Regions from separate parts of the Gossypium raimondii genome. Here region 2 is linked to region 1. The links are chromatin contacts, called in public Hi-C maps. All regions are on one chromosome and are shown on one strand. Each heading gives the region's core, a stretch centred on a gene start, on an enhancer-like site or on the middle of the called end of the contact. The rest is flanking DNA. Distances are from core to core; before and after follow the strand shown.

Region 1 (4,791 bases), core at 222-2,721:
TACATTATTTTTTTAACTTTTCCTTTGTAACAATTCTTTCGTGATTTGAGAGTTTCTTCCCCGATCATTGTTATATTGGTTTTCAACTTTTGCAGTTATTGACTTATGGAGAAACTGGAGAACAGAATGAAGAACTAGAGGCTTCAACTATGGAGAGAACAAATTCTAAGAATATGCACATGTCCAATCTTACTGCTTCAGCTTCAGCTTCAACTGCACCAAAGGGTATCTTTCTCTTTCCACTCACTTTTTAAGCATATTCTAACCCTAACTCTAACTTTCCAATTTTCATGAAATACCCATATCTACTGTGTATTCAAACACTAGGCAATATGATTCTAAACTAAAGCACATATCTATATCTAGCACTTTTTGAGAGTTATTCAACCATGGTTTTTTCTTCATTCAATAGGTAGGCGTGGAAGAAAGAGAAAGATGAAAACAGTGGTGAGTTCAGAAGCCGAAGCCAGCATTGGAGTCGAACAGAATGCTAAAGCTCCCCCGATAGATGTTCCAATCAATGATGAAGCTGCCCCAATAGGTGTTCCAATCATTGATGAAGTTGCCCTGATAGATGTTCCAATCAATGACGAAGCTGCCCCGATAGATGTTCCAATCATCGATGAAGCTGCCCTGGTAGATGTTCCAATCACTTATGTTGAGAATTTTAGTGATCTTGGCCACTAAAGATTATCTTTCTCATTATATACTCTGTTGTTTTCATGAAATAATACACATTTAAATTGTTCGTATACTATTAAGAGTTTGGGTTTGTAATAATTAACTTTAAGATATTACCTTCATTGGATTAATGGGTGAAGGTTTTTATTGGGATGTTTTGTTGGATTTTTAACTCAAGGAAAAGGAGTGGTATCCTCTCCTTGTTTAAGAAATACTTTATTTAATAGATATATTTTGTTATCAAAATTAATTGTTAAAGTTTTAAAAATTTCGAGAATCAATTACGCGTGATGAAAATTTTAGCATCCTCGTAACTCTCAAAATGATATTTTATTATATATATTATCTTAATTTTAAAAATACAAATTCAATTCAACATATTCTTACATTTGAGAAAGTAGTCGAAATTTTGATAAAAATTATTTTCATTTATTTAAGAAATAGTTGAAACAATCAAGATGTTTTATGTTTAAATAGGTTGTTTCTGTTTAGTTTCTACTCGGAAAAAGAAAACTTAATGCCATGAACTTAATACTTATGGGCCATCCATCATAACCTAAGTTTTACTACATTTCTACACGCATAAACCTATATCAAACTAAATGATATTTCTATAAACCCATAAAATTTAATATCTTACTAGATCAAATAGCAAAGTTATATGACCGGTATGGTAAGAGGAGCATATTATCTCTCCTATGCTTACATGTCACCCCAGCATACTTGGTAGAACGAGGCAGCTGAAGGAGCATGGAACAAAAGCTTTTATTCTATTTCTTTCTTATCCATTACAAAAGTTTGGGAGCCGCTCTTGAATTTTCTCTTCTTTCCAGGTGTTGTTATAAGAGCCTAACAAAGCCCTGAAATGCAGCCACGTCGAATCAGAACGTGGTTGAGTCAATGCAAACGCGTCGGTTTCTCGACTACTACAGGCAACGTGGACTATGCACAATGCGTATCGTTTCTTCCTCCTCAATTTGAAACCATATCTTCCAGTTCTTTAAAGCAAACCTCCATTAAAAATGTAACCCAGCTTGAGCATCCCCATCTAAGACAAAGATGACGAATGGTTTGCTTTTGAGTCTTCTTGTAGTTAGTTCACTGGCGATGGCTGCTGCAGTCGGAAGGGACGATGTTATATTGAAAGAAGGCCATAGGGTCATAGTTGTTGAATATGACCAAGATGGCAAACATAACACCAAAGTCTCAATCTCATCCCCGTCGCTGCACCAGCAAACAGACCAAGGGGAATATTTTGGCAAGGAAACTATGAAAGATGCCGCATCTGCGCTTCCCAACGTTGGCCATGGCATTTCACAAGGAAAAGCTGGCTCCGGACGACATTCACCTGGGGAACTTATCTGCGATGCTTTCGGGAAATGTACCCAGAGGGTCGCCACTGCCCTTGGTAAAGCCAAAGATAAGGTGTCAGACACCGCACATGAAGCTAACAAGCTTAAACAAGCAGCTTCAGGGACCGCACATGAAGCCAAAGAGAAGGCTAAAGACAAGGCTTGGGAAACCGCGCAGGAGGTTAGAGAGAAGGTTTCAGAGAGTGCACATGAAACCAGAGACAAGGTCGCAGATAAAAAGGGAGCTATCGGCGATGCTTTAGGCAAAGCAAAAGGGGCAGTTGTGCAAAAGGGCCAAGATGTTAAAGAAAGGGCGAAAGAGTCCATTGATAAGGCCAAGGAGGCGGCGACAACAGCAAAAGACACGGCCAAGACGATGGGGGCTGATATAGTGACAAATACATCAGAGCAAGTGGAGAACGTTCAGGAAAAGGCCATGGAAGAAGCAGGCCGAGCTGCGAACAAGGTTAAAACTAGTGCAAACAAGTATCTTGATGGTTTGAAGTACATGACTTCAATGGAGGCATTGAATACAGTGATGGGTATAGTGAACTTACTTGGATTAGCTACAGCATATGGGATGAGTGTGTGGGTTACGTTCATTTCCAGCTATATCCTGGCAGGACAGCTACCAAGACAGCAGTTTGGGGTGGTGCAGAGCAAGATATACCCTGTTTACTTCAGGGCAATGGCTTATAGTATAGGGATGGCTTTGTTGGGGCACTTATTGTGGCACAGGAAAAGATCGATCTCGAGCCCGCCAGAGGTGTTTCAAGCTATTAATCTTTTGTCATCCCTTTTCATGGTTTTGGTCAATGGACTGTATTTGGAGCCTAAAGCCACAAAGGTAACCTGCTTAATTTCTGATGCTCCTAATTGTATATACCAAATCTTTTTTATTTAACACACTGGATATGATATTGTAGGTGATGTTTGAGAGGATGAAAATGGAGAAGGAAGACGGGAGAGGAAGACATGACTTTGTGGCGGAGGGAAGCAGGGCCACTGAGTCACCAAGTGTTGCAGATCCAGTAGCTAAAAATAGCAGGAAAGGCCCCTCAACGGCACCAGCACCAGCACCAGCACCAGCACCAGCAGTAGCACCCACTAGTTCAGAACAGGAAGTGATAAAGCGGACAATGGGTAGGCTGAATGAGAGGCTGAAGAAGCTAAATACAAACTCATCAATGCTTAATATTCTCACTTTAATGGCTCTCACCTGGCATCTTGTTTACCTCGGCCAACGCCTAACCTTCAACTGTTGATGAGATGGATGCTACTTGATCCTGTGTAAAGATCTAGTCTAGGACAGTTTGGTTTTGCAACACTTGTTTCTGTGTACTTTTTAGTAAAATTTTCTGTTCACAACTCTTTTTTCTTTATTTATTTTTCTCTTCCTATAGAAACCCACATTTTAAGCTTCAACCCTACTTGTTGGAGATCATATAAGAACCTTCTGTCGCAACTGTTGAGTATTTTGTATGTAGAGTAGATGAAAGTCATTAGGTTTTACCCCTTTCTTTGTTAGAACTTCCCCTGAAATTTCCATAAAAAATGTGTGAAATTTAAAAACAAAAATTCTCTCCAAAATGCACTGTCGATGTGATTAACTTCCATGACTCATGGATAAAAACGAGCTGGAACGAACTTTAGAGAATTTCTCGATGGTTGATTGTCGTTATACTTATATTAGAAGCTTAGTCCTCGTACAGGGCAGAAGCGGTTCTAAAAGGGTTTTGACCCTGTCTAAAGACATAAGGCCTATGATTGGCATGCTCAGATTCTATTCGATTTTCCCAGCTCTAGCAGAATTAGTAATCAAGTGTGAACATGGGGAAAAAGCGGAGCGCTATCCCCAGCTGAGGGAATTTAGGTCAGATAGGGGTGATGATAGGCTACAGTGAAACACTTACTTTGGTAAGGGATAAAAATTTGGAAATTCAAATTGAGTTCCAATTCACACAAATGTTTACTTTGTTAAACCAACTCCAGAAAATACCAATCAATGCTAATATGAATAAATTAGTTAAACTAAGCTAAAACTAATGGTCTCAAGTGAACCTTCTAATTGAATATCATGGTGAATGAATTAGTGATATAATACTTAATCAATTGCTAACAGCTGTACACTCACTCTTTCTAAACCCGGCTTCTCGATTCAACTTGGACTATAAAAATTATTATTAAGTTAAAGCTTTCACATGTGAACTTAGCACACGTCGGATCTCTTAATTCTACGATGTTGAATGAGTCGCGTATGTTAGGTTCACCCAATTAAGCAAATGTAAATTCTTGATTATGTGTAAGAGTAACTATTGTTGGGAACAACTATGGTCAAACTGACTATTTCGACCTTTAATAGAAAGGTTGGCTCTGATATGTAAGTTTAGGACAAGGAGAAAGTATTTTTAATTAATTCAAAAAAGTTACAGAAAAGAATGAAAGGAAAAAGGAAATGAAATCCTTGATACAAGGGAATCATTATCTTTTGTTTTGAACAACTTTCCTAATGCAACATATCTTTCATCTCCTAAGGATTCCACTACGTGATAAGATCAAAGAGTATTTTTCCCCAAATCTCTACATCCATAAGCTAGTCAAGTTCCACATTCTTACGTGGATTGCACCCAATTTAAGGTATTGCTTGCTTTAGGCTGACACTCTTATGGTTTTTTCAAAAGAACAAACCTTCCAACGCATAGGGTAAACTAACTAGTTGATAATCTTTTTTTTTTTTTTTGGGTGTTTTTACTTTTGT
Region 2 (4,554 bases), core at 1,065-3,564, 360 kb before region 1:
AATAAGTTGTAGATGGATTTTAATATTTCTCTTAATTCATTGGTAATTTCTAGGGTTTTTTAGAATTCTAAAATAGAATTAATTTTAGGAATTGAAAGTATTTTACTAGAATTATTTAGGTATCCTTTAGGGTTCCCGTTAAAAGTAAAAATCTCTAATTTAAGTTTCAAATTAGATAAGTTTGGTGAACACATCTTAATCGAGTTACAAGTAAACCGAAGATATTTTCTTTAGATTTTTTATTTAAGGTTTCCATAAGATTTTAGCTTAGATTAAGACATTAATATGCTTAAATAAAAAAAAAAACCTAGCTTCTAAGACCCCGCAGGACTATCCCCGGATAGGCGTTGTGGGGGTGATATAACATTCCCCACACATAACCTTACTCTCGAACCCGAAATTTGGTGATGAGATCGAGTTTAGACTTTTAGGATTTTTTGTAGTATTAATTCTAGACTTTTAGACAATAGGTGGCTAACCAACCTAGCCCTAATTGGTTAGTGGCCACTCTACGTTAATTTAGGCACTCTGTGTCTAGCTTTGCTTACTAGGCCTTGTACTCTTATGTAGGCAACGTTATGACACATGTAAATTTTTGAATCGATCCGATATCTCTATTATACCGATTCAAAATATTATATATATTAATATTTATTGAATGGTTGAAAGTTTTTATATAAACTATAGTTAGAAATTTTAAAGTTATGTTGAATTTGACATGCATAATTTACATGAATGAAACATGAAATAGAACATATAAATTGTAAAAATATTAATAGTATAAAAGTTATAGAAATGTGTAAAATTACTATAAGTTTACACCGATATAAATGTATCTCTCCTCATATATATATAATATGGAGGATTTAAATTTTATCTAAATTTTAATTTTCTAAGAGTGAATTTATTTGTTTTAATATACATAAGAAATAATTTTAGAATTTATATGAATTCAAATTTTTCTTTCAAATTTCACTCATTTAGATCAATTTTAAAATTTTAGATATTTTAAAAAGCTAGCATGTTAAAATTTTTGAATTGTAATAATTTTGCTTGGATAAATAATTATTTTACAAAAAATGAAGTTAATGGAAGTTTATAAATTTAAAATAATATTAAAATAAATAGCATAATATGGATTTATTAAATTTGTAAAAACTATAAATATATTTAATAAAATAAAATAAAATATATATTATAATAAATAAAATTAATTTTTGAAATTTAAATTCTTTATTTAATAATGAAATCGTATGCTTTAAATAAATTAAAATTATGAGAAATTAAAAATTTTGAAAATTTAAAAAAATAAACTACTCAAATCTCATTAATTCCTCACAAGTTTTAAAATTCTCCATTATATTTATCTAAATAAATAAATACATTTTAAAATTTTAAAACTTAAATATAAATAAAATTTGTTTTCTAAATTTCTTATCCAAACAGAGTTAATATTATATATAATATATAAATGATTCTGAGTCCGTGTAGCATATCGAGGTTGAAATATCTTTAAACACATTTAACAAAACAAACGTTGAGAGAGAGGGGCAGACAAAGATGATTAGTTACGAAAACATAATAGCGTCGTCAAAATTAAATTTTAGGTACACCAATATCTTACCTTGCATTACCTTATATTATAATTTTGATAATACTTTTATTCAATTTTAGTAATTATTTTCTCATATATATTCATCTACATAAACAGGCTGGAAAAAGCTTTGAAAGCCATGAAAAACAATTCAAGGATGGATTTAAAGCTCCTGCTTGGCATCGTTACCCTCGAGCTTGGGTGCTTCATTAGCCTCTCCGCCAGCAATGTCGACAACCCTCGGACCCTTAATCTTATCGGGAGACAACTTGGCCAATGACAAAGTAAGCACCCCATCTTCAAGCTTAGCCTTCAAAGTGTCCAAGTCCACGTTCTCAGGCAGCCTAAATTGTCTCCAAAACTTGCCATAGGAGCGTTCCACCCTGTGCCAATGGTCCCCCTTCTTCTCTTCCTCTCTCTTCCTTTCCCCGCTCACCCTCAGCACACGGTTCTCTTCCACTTCGATCTTCAGCTCTTCCTTCTTCAACCCTGGCACATCCAACATTATCGTATGCCCCTCCGCTGTTTCCTTCCAGTCCACCCTGGCTGGCGACAGTGCCAAGCTCTCGTCCCTCTCCAGGGTAAGTGGGATTTGCTCTAACACTCGGAACGGATCAGCCAATAACAGACTGCCACTGCCTGGATCCATGAATGGCAGCAAACTCGATCCATTGCATAGGCCAACATAACATGCCAAGAGCAACAGCAAGAGCCTCATTGTGTAAATATGCTGAGTGAGAGTGAACTAGATTTCTTGAATTGGAAGTAGTAAAGGGAATGCTACTTCAATGTTAAATTCTATTGCCATTGTTAAAGATTTGAGGGGATATTTATATGTGGATAAAAGTAGTGAAATTCTTGAAATTTCTGATGATGTGATTAATTTGTAGAGAAATTGGGAAGATTCTAGCGATAACCAAACTCAGCAGCACAGTGCAAATCGAAAAGAGAGCAGCCGATTGGCCGAGCAGGAGGTGGATACATCGTCCAGGTTCTAGAGTCTTTCATGTCTAATTACTTTTGTCTATTGGATATATTCCAAGTTTCCTCCACAGCCCTAGTCTAATCGGATTTAATATTTCTTTTGTTTGTATTAGTATATTATATGGTTTTAGCAAAAAGATATATCCCTTCCTTTTGGATTGGAGGGAAGATTGGTCCCAAGTTTGGATTATCTTAAGGCAAGCTTTCCGTGGGCTTAGCAATAAAACTAGTTTGGATCAACATTGAAGGCCTTAGGCTTTCCGGGACTAATTGCCTGCTATTCATTTGAAGGCAAGGTGAGGACAAGCCTAAGAACTACTTACTAGAACCTGCAATACTGGCTTTTGCTTGACTTCTTTATTATTTCTATAAATGATCATATATGGATATTAGAACATTTTGATAAACAGTGTTTTGTTGTTAAGAGTTTCGACGACATGTTGGAAAGACTGCAAGGAATACATCAATCAGTCATGGACCATGGTGTCATTTGCAATGCTTTAGCCAAAGCCTGGTTGCACCACATCAATAATGGCTTTCCCAAGAATTATTCAGCGGTTTCATATTTGTGTAAACTGTAAGAATGAGTTTCAAGTTCAATTAATGTAAAGAATGAATTATTTTACATCTTTTTTGCTTGATAGCTCCAACTTAAGTTCAACCAAATAAATATGGTTGTCAAAAAAAAAAAAAAAACAATACAGTTCCATGGAAAGATTAACATATTCTTGGCTTAGTAGTAAAATGTTATGTTGAGAGAGCAGCATGAAACAGTGACAGACATCATGACTAGTTACTACCCTCAGTCCCTATTGCTTCTCATTTTATAAATTGATATCTAAAAATTTGTTTGTTGCCTCCCATATTTTTTTCACATGTTCACCTGACAGACTCACTTTTTCGTTTCTTGTTTACTGCTTTTGGATCCTATCTTTACAATAAGATTTTTAATTAAAAAATATTTTCAAAAGAAAATAACAGCAAATTTTCCAATGCCTGCAGGGATTATAACACGCCAAGTAGGTTATCTCTAGTTATGCTTCCTGCAACCTAATCTGTCACACAATTACAATTCCCAAACGAGTGACTAAAATGGACAAAGGAGCAATAAGAAATAATAGATAAAATGTCATCCGCAGCAACTTTAATCCCCCAGGGGGATTTGTAAGGGTCTGTGAGGATCTTAATTACAACATTATTATCCGACTCAAATATCACATTTCTCCAGCAGCAACTCATTGTCAAATTGGCACTAAGCCTTAAAGCTACGGCTTCAACCACTTGTGCTTGGTACCTTCTATAATATTTCCGGTGTAGTATACCTACAATTTTTTTCATTAGTTTTAGTAGCAGCATCATTATTAATTTTGATTGTGTCCATACCTTAGTTCAATATAACTATGAATAACAGTAAACAAAAACGACAAATGAGAAATAGATTACATCTGCAAGAGATAATTTAGGATTAATTATATTTTTTGAAAATATTATTTAATTATATCTGAAAATTAAATTAAATAATCATTGTTGTTTAATTCTATTCGAATAATTACATATGTTTACATATAAAATCTAGTATGGTAAAATTGTCATGATTTTAACGAAATTAGAACTGAATTATGTAAATTAATCAATTATTTCCTAAAAATATTTTATTATTAAATTAATTAAATATATAAGTTTGACTTTTATCTAAATCAAGAGAGATAAACTCATATAATTAAACCGACTCAACTTGGAAGTTAACTTTAACATACGGAATTCCTAATGGAATTTGAACTCCTCTTATTTAATTAATAAATGTGCTTAGAATAAAATTAAGTTCTTCCAAATATCTTTTGTTAGAATTGAGTGACCCTAATCTTTATTTAAATAAAATAGTGGTAAAATAAAATAAAAGTAAAATCTATATAGAACTACACTTCTTTTATTTTATTTTAGAATAAAGTTTTTTAAACTTTATTAAACTCCATCTA

The links. Hi-C and Micro-C count contacts between places; a contact is called where the count stands out from the background.
Region 2: a Hi-C map of leaf shows a contact between it and region 1, with 2.6 times the contacts expected there. The contact joins the promoter of LOC105782295 here to the promoter of LOC105783816 in region 1. A contact is called at or near these places in 2 of 2 Hi-C or Micro-C datasets (both in leaf).

The regions. Positions count from the first base shown.
Region 1 is chr13:38,167,961-38,172,751 of ASM2569854v1, reverse strand. LOC105783816 (hypothetical protein) reads left to right here and starts at 1,471. Exons shown (of 2, transcript XM_012609475.2): 1 at 1,471-2,880; 2 at 2,960-3,563. The coding sequence starts at 1,741. The coding sequence ends at 3,298.
Region 2 is chr13:38,531,704-38,536,257 of ASM2569854v1, reverse strand. LOC105782295 (22.0 kDa class IV heat shock protein) reads right to left here and starts at 2,314. Exons shown (of 1, transcript XM_012606962.2): 1 at 1,675-2,314. The coding sequence starts at 2,312. The coding sequence ends at 1,758.